Regions from separate parts of the Zea mays genome. Here all the other regions are linked to region 1. Evidence: chromatin contacts called from public Hi-C data. All regions are on one chromosome and are shown on one strand. Each heading gives the region's core, a stretch centred on a gene start, on an enhancer-like site or on the middle of the called end of the contact. The rest is flanking DNA. Distances are from core to core; before and after follow the strand shown.

Evidence for each region. A called contact is a pair of places that touch in the nucleus more often than the background predicts.
Region 2: a contact with region 1 is called in a Hi-C map of endosperm, with 3 times the contacts expected there. The contact joins the promoter of LOC100193617 here to the promoter of LOC101202729 in region 1. A contact is called at or near these places in 5 of 25 Hi-C or Micro-C datasets (bundle sheath, ear, endosperm and 1 more) and 1 of 3 datasets of contacts at active chromatin or transcription factors (leaf).
Region 3: a Hi-C map of leaf shows a contact between it and region 1, with 3 times the contacts expected there. The contact joins the promoter of LOC103627151 here to the promoter of LOC101202729 in region 1. A contact is called at or near these places in 4 of 25 Hi-C or Micro-C datasets (ear, leaf and tassel).

Annotation. Positions count from the first base shown.
Region 1 is chr5:163,242,482-163,245,214 of Zm-B73-REFERENCE-NAM-5.0, reverse strand. It overlaps LOC101202729 (5-amino-6-ribosylamino-2,4(1H,3H)-pyrimidinedione 5'-phosphate reductase), which reads left to right and starts at 1,341. Exons shown (of 9, transcript NM_001279545.1): 1 at 1,341-1,784; 2 at 2,520-2,654. The coding sequence starts at 1,341.
Region 2 is chr5:163,632,731-163,635,463 of Zm-B73-REFERENCE-NAM-5.0, reverse strand. LOC100193617 reads right to left here and starts at 1,346. Exons shown (of 22, transcript NM_001358847.1): 1 at 1,066-1,346. The coding sequence starts at 1,155.
Region 3 is chr5:162,985,607-162,988,339 of Zm-B73-REFERENCE-NAM-5.0, reverse strand. LOC103627151 (inositol-tetrakisphosphate 1-kinase 4) reads right to left here and starts at 1,327. Exons shown (of 1, transcript XM_008647458.4): 1 at 1-1,327. The coding sequence starts at 1,022.

The DNA of each region.
Region 1 (2,733 bases), core at 92-2,591:
GCTTCGTTTGGATCCTATGAATTGAATTTCATTCTAATAATCGTAATTTACACATAGATAAATTAAGCTAATATGGTTCTATATAGAATATATTTGTATACAATTGTTGACCTAGGATATATATTTATGTGCTATATTTTTATTATAGAGGAGCGAGGTGAAGAGCGTGTTATAAGTTGTTGTTGGCTCTGATTTGGGACCAAACACTAGGGATGTACCTTCTGGTGGTGCTCTCTGCGGGAGCATGGACGGTCCCTAGCTCTGGCCGGACAATCCGCGACCTCGCTGCAGGAGTGAATTCTCTTCGTGTCACATCGGATGGTCCACACGGTGCTTGGATGGTCCGCGATGGGGCAAGGGTCTTCTTCTCCAGCAGAACCCTAGATCTCACATCTCGGTAGAGACCCCATCGGGACAAAAGATCTAGAGGTGCTTCGGGATCAGCAGGTCACTCGGGGCATTCCAAAATGACGTAGAGCCATAGATGGATTAACAAATTAGGTCGAGGAAGACTAATTACTGCTATTCCTAGGGCAAGGAAGTAAAGGAAACGATAAACAAAAGTAAATAAAGTAGACAATATTGATTTGGATCGATTGTAGGAGAAAGTTTGAACCCGTTACTAGACGTTCCCTAATAGAATTCACGTAATTAGATGGATAAGCATACATTGACAAGGGAGCTTGGAATTAGGGAGATTAGAATATTTGAGAGGATGATGAAAATAAGGAATTTAGGGGATGATATAGATATAGAGGGAACTTTTGCAGATAATACATACAATGGGGCCATAATTTAGAAACACTGAATTTAGGGCTGAACTTAGGGCTTGTTTGTTTCGGTTTCTGCCATAATCGGTTTCTAACCGCCAAACGCTTCACTTTTTAATCCAATTTTGTGATAATCATTTTTAAATCGTCTAAGTCAACATCGATGTAGAATCCATCGATTTGTCGTGAGAGGGGAACCTTCCACTTTCTAAACTATAAATATACAAATTCACCCATCTTCCTCTGTATGTAAGTTTCACGATATTCAGATTCTCGTATTAGCTAGATCTATTTATAGTTTTTTTTGTCCCAATCAATCCCTCAATTTTGGAACAATTGGATCTATACCATTAAAAGATCCAAACTTTAGATATATACCATGGACCCCACATGTCATTGACTCATGTGGACCCACATGTAAGTGAGATAGTAATGGTATGGATCCAAAGTGGTGATCTTTTAATGGTATGATCCAAATTTCCCCTCAATTTTACGTCTCATCCGCTCCAGCATCCAGCCTGGCAAAACGCCGCCACGGCTCCCAGCCCCAGACCGCTGCATCCGCTGAACATGCCGCTGCCTCAGCCGCTGCTCGGCGGCGCCTCGCCCGCTCCGGCGCGAGCGGCCTCATCCTTCCTCCACCCCCTTCTCCACACGCGCCACCGCGTCTCCACTGCACCTGCCGCTGCCTCCTCCTTCGTGCCTGCATCTCACTCCTCCCACGCGAACGACGCCATGCTCCTCCGCCGTGCCGCCGACGTGGCCGACCGTTCTGCGGGACTCACCTCCCCGCACCCGAACTTCGGGTGCGTCATCGCACGGCCCCAGCTTAATACCGACAGCGCTGATTCCTGGGTGGTCGGCGAAGGGTTCCTCTATGCGCAGGGGACGCCCTGCGCCGAGCTCCTCGCCTCACAGGAGGCCGGTGAGCACGCGCGCGGCGGCACGGCATACCTCAATCTCGAGCCTGGGGACTGCTTTGGTGACAACACAGCCGTCGGATCCCTCGTCCAGGTGCTCAACGGAATTGCCTTCCATATATTCCGCCCCATATGACCATATGTTTCCTCCGAGTTTGATATTTAAAATAAAATGCACTTCAGACTCCCTCGGTTTTCAGATGTCATGAAACCACCTGGGCTAATATTGTAACACCTGGGTTAGGGTTCTATACATAGTGAGACTTTCAGGGGTTTAAACTGTTTGCAGAAACGGTAGGAAAAACGAATTAGATCAACCAACAAATTACAGAGCACGACACACATTGGAAAACCCTTCAATGCGAAGAGAAAAACTACAGACACTAGCCAGGCGAAACCTTCATCACTATATGTGGAGTGTTTACAGAACACCATCCGTGGACGGCAGCTTACAAGAGAAGTAAAAAGACGACACGCAGTAAACCCTATTTAGGGTTGCTAATATATACCGCGGCGACGAGCCTCCGCTCGCCAACACGGTCTCCATATGCAGAATTTGGATCATAAACTCAACATAAACCATTATGTTAATCATTAATCATCAGTAGATGAATGGACAATCAACGAATGTATGCTGTTGTCCCAGCACCTAAGCAACAAACTGTCTTGTGGAGTAGTCTCTGTCACCGAACATCATTATGAGGTTTTATTTGGTCCTTGTGCATTTGTCCATATGATCCTTGTTGCAATACACTTAGTTTAACACACTGGCATTAACTTGACAAGTTGGCATCAATGTATATAAGTAGTTTGCTAATAATTTTAGTAGGCAGGAATTACAAGAGTTGTGGTGGGTCTTAGACATCCCTTGAAGCACTTGAGAGGGAAGGCAATTCAAGCATTACGAAATGAAGGCATTCAAGTTGATGTTGTGGGGGAGGATCTGCAGAGTAAATTGTTCAAGGTGACTCTTTGTTTATACTTTAATACATAGGTCGGAAGAATATATGCACTTGCTTCTTGCCCTTCCAGACAGATGGATT
Region 2 (2,733 bases), core at 97-2,596, 390 kb before region 1:
TCTAAATTACAATTCAAAAGGTACAGGATACCTCTAAATTACCATGAACTGATCATGACACTAGAAAGGGAAAGTTGGATATGTACCGTTAAAAGATTACAACTTTAGATATATACCATTGCTATCTCACTTACGTGTGGGGTTCACATGAGTCAATGACATGTGGAGCCCATGGTATATATCTAAAGTTGCAATCTTTTAATGGTATAAATCTAATTATTCCCACTAGAAAATGCATCAAATTACTTAGAAAGCTCATCAAATAATCAAAGACTGAGCAAACAACACTCAGTGCACCATCTTGACCAATATATGTTACACAAGTATCACAACTGGAAGCTTTTAAGCCAATCCAATCAGCTGACCCAAAAAACGAAAATGTTTTGTGGTAAATGTACTATTAAAAGCGAAATTGGAACAACCACCAAAAGTTAGCACCCTAACCTCAGTTTTAATCCTTTGCAACTGCCAAACAGAATTTGTAATCACGATAACAATAAAACAAATAATGGGATACTTTGGAACACCAGTACGGATTTCAAAAACGACACCTTCATATTGTGATCGACTATGTAGCCCATTTGAATATGTTGACCCGCTAACCTATCTGTGCTCGAACAGTTAATCGAGTCACCAACTTTTTGGCATCGCCTCGCAGTGTAACTGATATTACTGTAGGAGACCCCAGAAAACTTAATGAACCTAACAACTCAAACCCGCTGCAACAGTACAGTCAGTACCAAATTACCGCAGTACAGCAGTGAAACTTGCACAAGTACCGAGCACGATACCACGAAAACACACACGAACCCTGTGCATCGGAATAATCAGAGCACCAACGACGAATACAAAGGCCCCCTGGAAAAAAAACCAAGCGCTCGAAGTATCGACCTCCCAGATTCGCGCACATCGAGCCCCCAGATTCGCGCGCGGATCACCTCGAAGACCCAGCTATCGACTCGCGATCAAACAGTAACAAGACGCCTTCAGAGGGGTTTGGATACTGAGGAGGAGCTGAGGTCCACCATCGGGTGACGAGACTACGGAAGGCGACGAGGCGCTCACCTGGTTGAGACTCTCCTCTGCAGCTTTGCGCTCCTCAGGAACGTGACTGAGCGCGGCGCGCAGCACGACGGCGAGGCTTGGCAGATCCATGTCCACCTGCGCCAGCGGCTGCAGGTTGTGCCAAAGAGACTGGAGGGCGGAGGCGGAGACCAACCTAGCCCGGGGGGGCAGGACTCAGGCTCGGGCTCCGCCGCCGCCGCGAGGGGACGGGGGTGGAGAGCGCTGAGTGGGCCGTGCGGGCGTGGGGGTGGCGGTCTCTCCTCCTTTTTGGCGTCGCGAGGTCTTCGGGGCGGGGGCGTGCGGGAGAGAGGCAGGGATCAAAATGTATTTAACCCTAGGGTTTGGTCCGGGTGCGGCGCGAAGGGTGGGTTGGTGACCATGGGATGTTATGCTGACAGATCGGACCCAGCAGTCAGGAGATCCTCTGTGCCGGACTGACCGGCCTCGCTGGTGGCTGCGGCTGCCAGCAGGGGTCACCTGCCGGGGCAAGCACAGAGCCGCAGAGAGACAGCTCACAGCTGGTTGCCTGGTTACAGCGCCTCTATCATTTCGCTCGTTTTGGATTAGACACGCCAAACGCCGATTGGTCGAAATTCCTACATTAGAAGATGGAGTTTTCCTTTACATTAGAAGATGGAGTTTTCCTTTAGGGATAATTTAGGAGTCACAAAATTAAAAGGGATTAGAGGGGCTACAAAATCGAAGGGGATTGAATAAACTTTGACTAGCAAACTAGACCTCATGGAGATGTAAACGCGGAAACTCGGTAAACAAAGACGGATTCCCCATCTCGTTCCTCGCGGAGACCCGTTAAACATGCACATGACGATGTTTTCGTATACTACTTAATAATAAAATTAATTAATTATCTTATCAAGAGATTACTCATTGTACAAATGTGTTATTTTTTATGTACACATAATAATTTCTTACATCTCACAATATATAGAAGTAATGATGTTTTGCGTTAATAACAAAGAATCTATATCCTAATTATAATTTAAGCGGGATCCCAATCCCCACTTAAATCTCCGTCGTGGATTTATCCCGTAGAAGATGGGGAAGAAATGCACCCTGCAAGCGTTTGTGGATATCCCTGGGGAAGTTTTTATGTCGTGAGGAAGGAGATGGGGAGGTATTCCCCGACAGCGAATTACTCATTGTCATCCTTGTCATCCCTAGATTCAATCTCTACTACTCTATAAGGACGCAAGGAGGGCGTCCACTGTAATACCCAACTTTGAAATATAAGAGAAAGAAATAAATCTTCATGTGTAGTACCTTTTCATTCATGAAAAGTATTAGAAGGCAAAGGTAAAGTGGATAATTCCTTAATAAAATATGCATCATGCTGAATTTATTTTGTGTGAGTGCATTCACTGAAAATAGTGATTACATAAATGGGAATTAAGACTTGGTTTACAATTTAGAATTTGAAATAATAAAGAAAGAGAGGAAAGATGCCATGAAGGAAATACCTACATAAAACATTATACCGTGTTCATCACTAGATTTGAATTTGTACAATTGAAATATGAACGAGTCCAAAACAAAAAAATTTAAAAGTCAAAATTTGAAATTCAAAATGAGAAAAAAAGGAAATCAGAAAAGAAAAGAGAGAATACAAAAGAAAAAGAAAAAAAACTCGCGCTGGGCGCTCCTGGGCCG
Region 3 (2,733 bases), core at 78-2,577, 260 kb after region 1:
GGGGCAGGCCGCTCATCGATGCTTCTGCTGCGAGAGCGAAGCCTCTCCAGGAAGAATTCAGTGAGGACAGGCTCAAAGCCGGGCATTTTGGAGTAGCCCGGGCAGTAGTTGATGTCGAGGACGAGGTACTTATTGGCGTCGCCGCCTGCAGCGTCGTCCCTCGTCCGGATGAGGTCGAAGTTGATGAGGTGCAGGCCCACTGCCCGCCGGATCTCGCGGGCGACCCTGTCGACGAAGTCCTGGGGCGGCGGTACCACCTTCTCGGAGCCCTCGTCGCCGCCGCTGGGGGCGAGGAGGGAGATGTTGGCGAAGGGGGCCGCGGCGGCGGCGGCGGGGTCCCGGAGGCGCTCCGGCGGCACGTCCGGCAGGCTGCTCCGCACCACGCACGTGGCGCGGTCGCCCACCACGTACACCTTGAAGAGCACGCCGCCGTGGTTGGCGAACTCCTGCAGCACGAGCGGCGGGCGGCCGCGCAGGCCGCGCAGGCCCTCGCGGCGGTACACCAGGCAGAGGTCGTGCGACGCCGCGCTGCCGTCCACCTCCACGGGCTTGGCGACGAGCGGGAACCGGAGGCCGCCGAGGCCGAGCACGTCGTCGGCGGCGGCGTCGGCGGCCTGCTGCAGGGCCCCGGCGTCGTGGACCATGACCTGCCTGGGCACGGCCACGCAGTCGAGCCCCGAGACGACGTCCAGCATGGTGAAGCGGTCCAGGATGCGGTCGATGGCGGCGGGCGGGTCGATGATTGGGACGTCCGGGTGGAGCGCCGAGAAGGCCTCCAGCCGCGCGCGCCACGCCTGGCCGTACAGCTTGTGCACGACGAGGTCCAGCTGGGGGCCCTGCTCCGCGAGCGGCCTGGAGGCGTCGAGCGCCACGAGCCGGATGCCGTGCTGCGCTGCCAGGTCGATGAACGACGGCTGGACGAAGGTATCGTGCTTGTTGGGCAGCATCGCGTAGCCGATGGTGTATGCGGCGCGAGGCCGCGGCGAGCTGCCGCCTGAGGACTGGCACTGCTCCGCCGCCATTGACTTGGTGGACTATCGCTCTAGCCGGAGGCAATTCGTAGTCGTAGCCGCCCGTGTGTGTATCTTAAGTAGCACAGCACAGCAGTACCAAAAGAAAGGTACAGTACAGCTCTAGGCGGACTGGCACTGCTCTTGCTCGAATCAGATGCGAAGTTGTTAATTAGACGGTACAGCTTGATCGTCTATATCCATCCATATACATATAACAACCCTTGTATATCTTATCTTTTGTATTAGCTATACTGAGGGCTTTTTGGTGTAGGTGTAGGCAATCACCACGTTAATAATCCATCGCTTAACATAGTACCGAAGCCTTCTTCACCAACGAGAGATCCCACAATCACTACCTTCTGTATGCCTAGTAGCTCGCCACCGACACCTGGTTATCATGGCCGGTTCATCATCATCCATTGGAAGCTTCAACATCCTCAGCCATCAAGTCCACGAAAAGCTTACTCAAGAAAACTTTCCTCTATGGAAAGCTCAAGTGCTGCTGGCAGTGCGTGGGGTTCAACTTGTTGAGCTCTTCGAAGGCATTGAGAAGAAACCGAACACAAAAGCCAAGAGAAAGTGCTCAATCTAAGACTCTCTCCAGCAGTCAGCAGCTTACCCATATTCAAACTTCACTATACGAACAATGCAGAACAGTGCAAAATAGTGCTTTTGGGTAAACTATGAATAGACTGTTGCAGACGGTTTACAGTGCAGAACAATGCAAAACCATGCTTTTTAGTAAACTATGGATAGACTTCTGCACACGGTCTAAGAGTACCAGGCATGGCTCACTCAAGATGCTCAATTGTTGAGCCATCTCAATTCCACCATCATCTCTAAGGAGGGGTTGGCGCAAGTCAATTAATTCATGCACCACGTCGCACGAAGGTATGGAAAGAGATCAACCATAGTTTTAGGTCCCAACTTATGCTTTTTGTTTATTAGCGCATTTACGTTGGTCAAACAACCCCATGTGCACAACCAGACAAATGCCCATTCAAATATCTTGGCATCCTGATGCATTTCCGAAAACTGTCGAATGCGGATTGGAATATAATTGAACAGCGGTTTGAGAAGAACCTTTGTAATTGAAAGAGCAAGCACTTGTGGTCCCCTGGTACTGATTAATTCGGTAGTAACTAGCATAGTTATGTTCATACTATCCTTCTTTGAGATACCTAGAAGTATTCTTCAGAAGTTGAATTACTTTCGGTCCCGTTTCTTTTGGCAGTCAGATGAGCATAAGGAAAAAATATCATCTTACTAGATGGAGCGTTATTTGTCAGCCTAGGGATCTCGAGGGCCTGGGAGTGAAGGACCTATATGTGCAAAACCAATGCTTGCTAAGCAAGTGGCTATTTAAACTAACGAATGAAGATGGCATGTGGCAAAGAATGATGTGGAGGAAATATTTGAAAGACAAAACTATAGGTCAGGTCCAAAAGAAACCAAGGGATTCCTAGTTCTGATCTGGTCTTATGAAGGTGAAAGAAAAAAAATTGAGTATGGGGACGTTTCGGGTGAATAATGGAGTTAATGTGCAGTTCTAGTAAGATAAATGGTTAGGCATTTTTACACTGCAACATAGATATCCTTCGTTGTATAATATAGTTCAAAGGAAAAATGTGTCTGTAGCATCCATGTTAAGCTCTGTCCCACTTAATGTATCCTTTAGAAGACGAGTGGTGAATGCAAACCTACAGGCTTGGTATTGTGT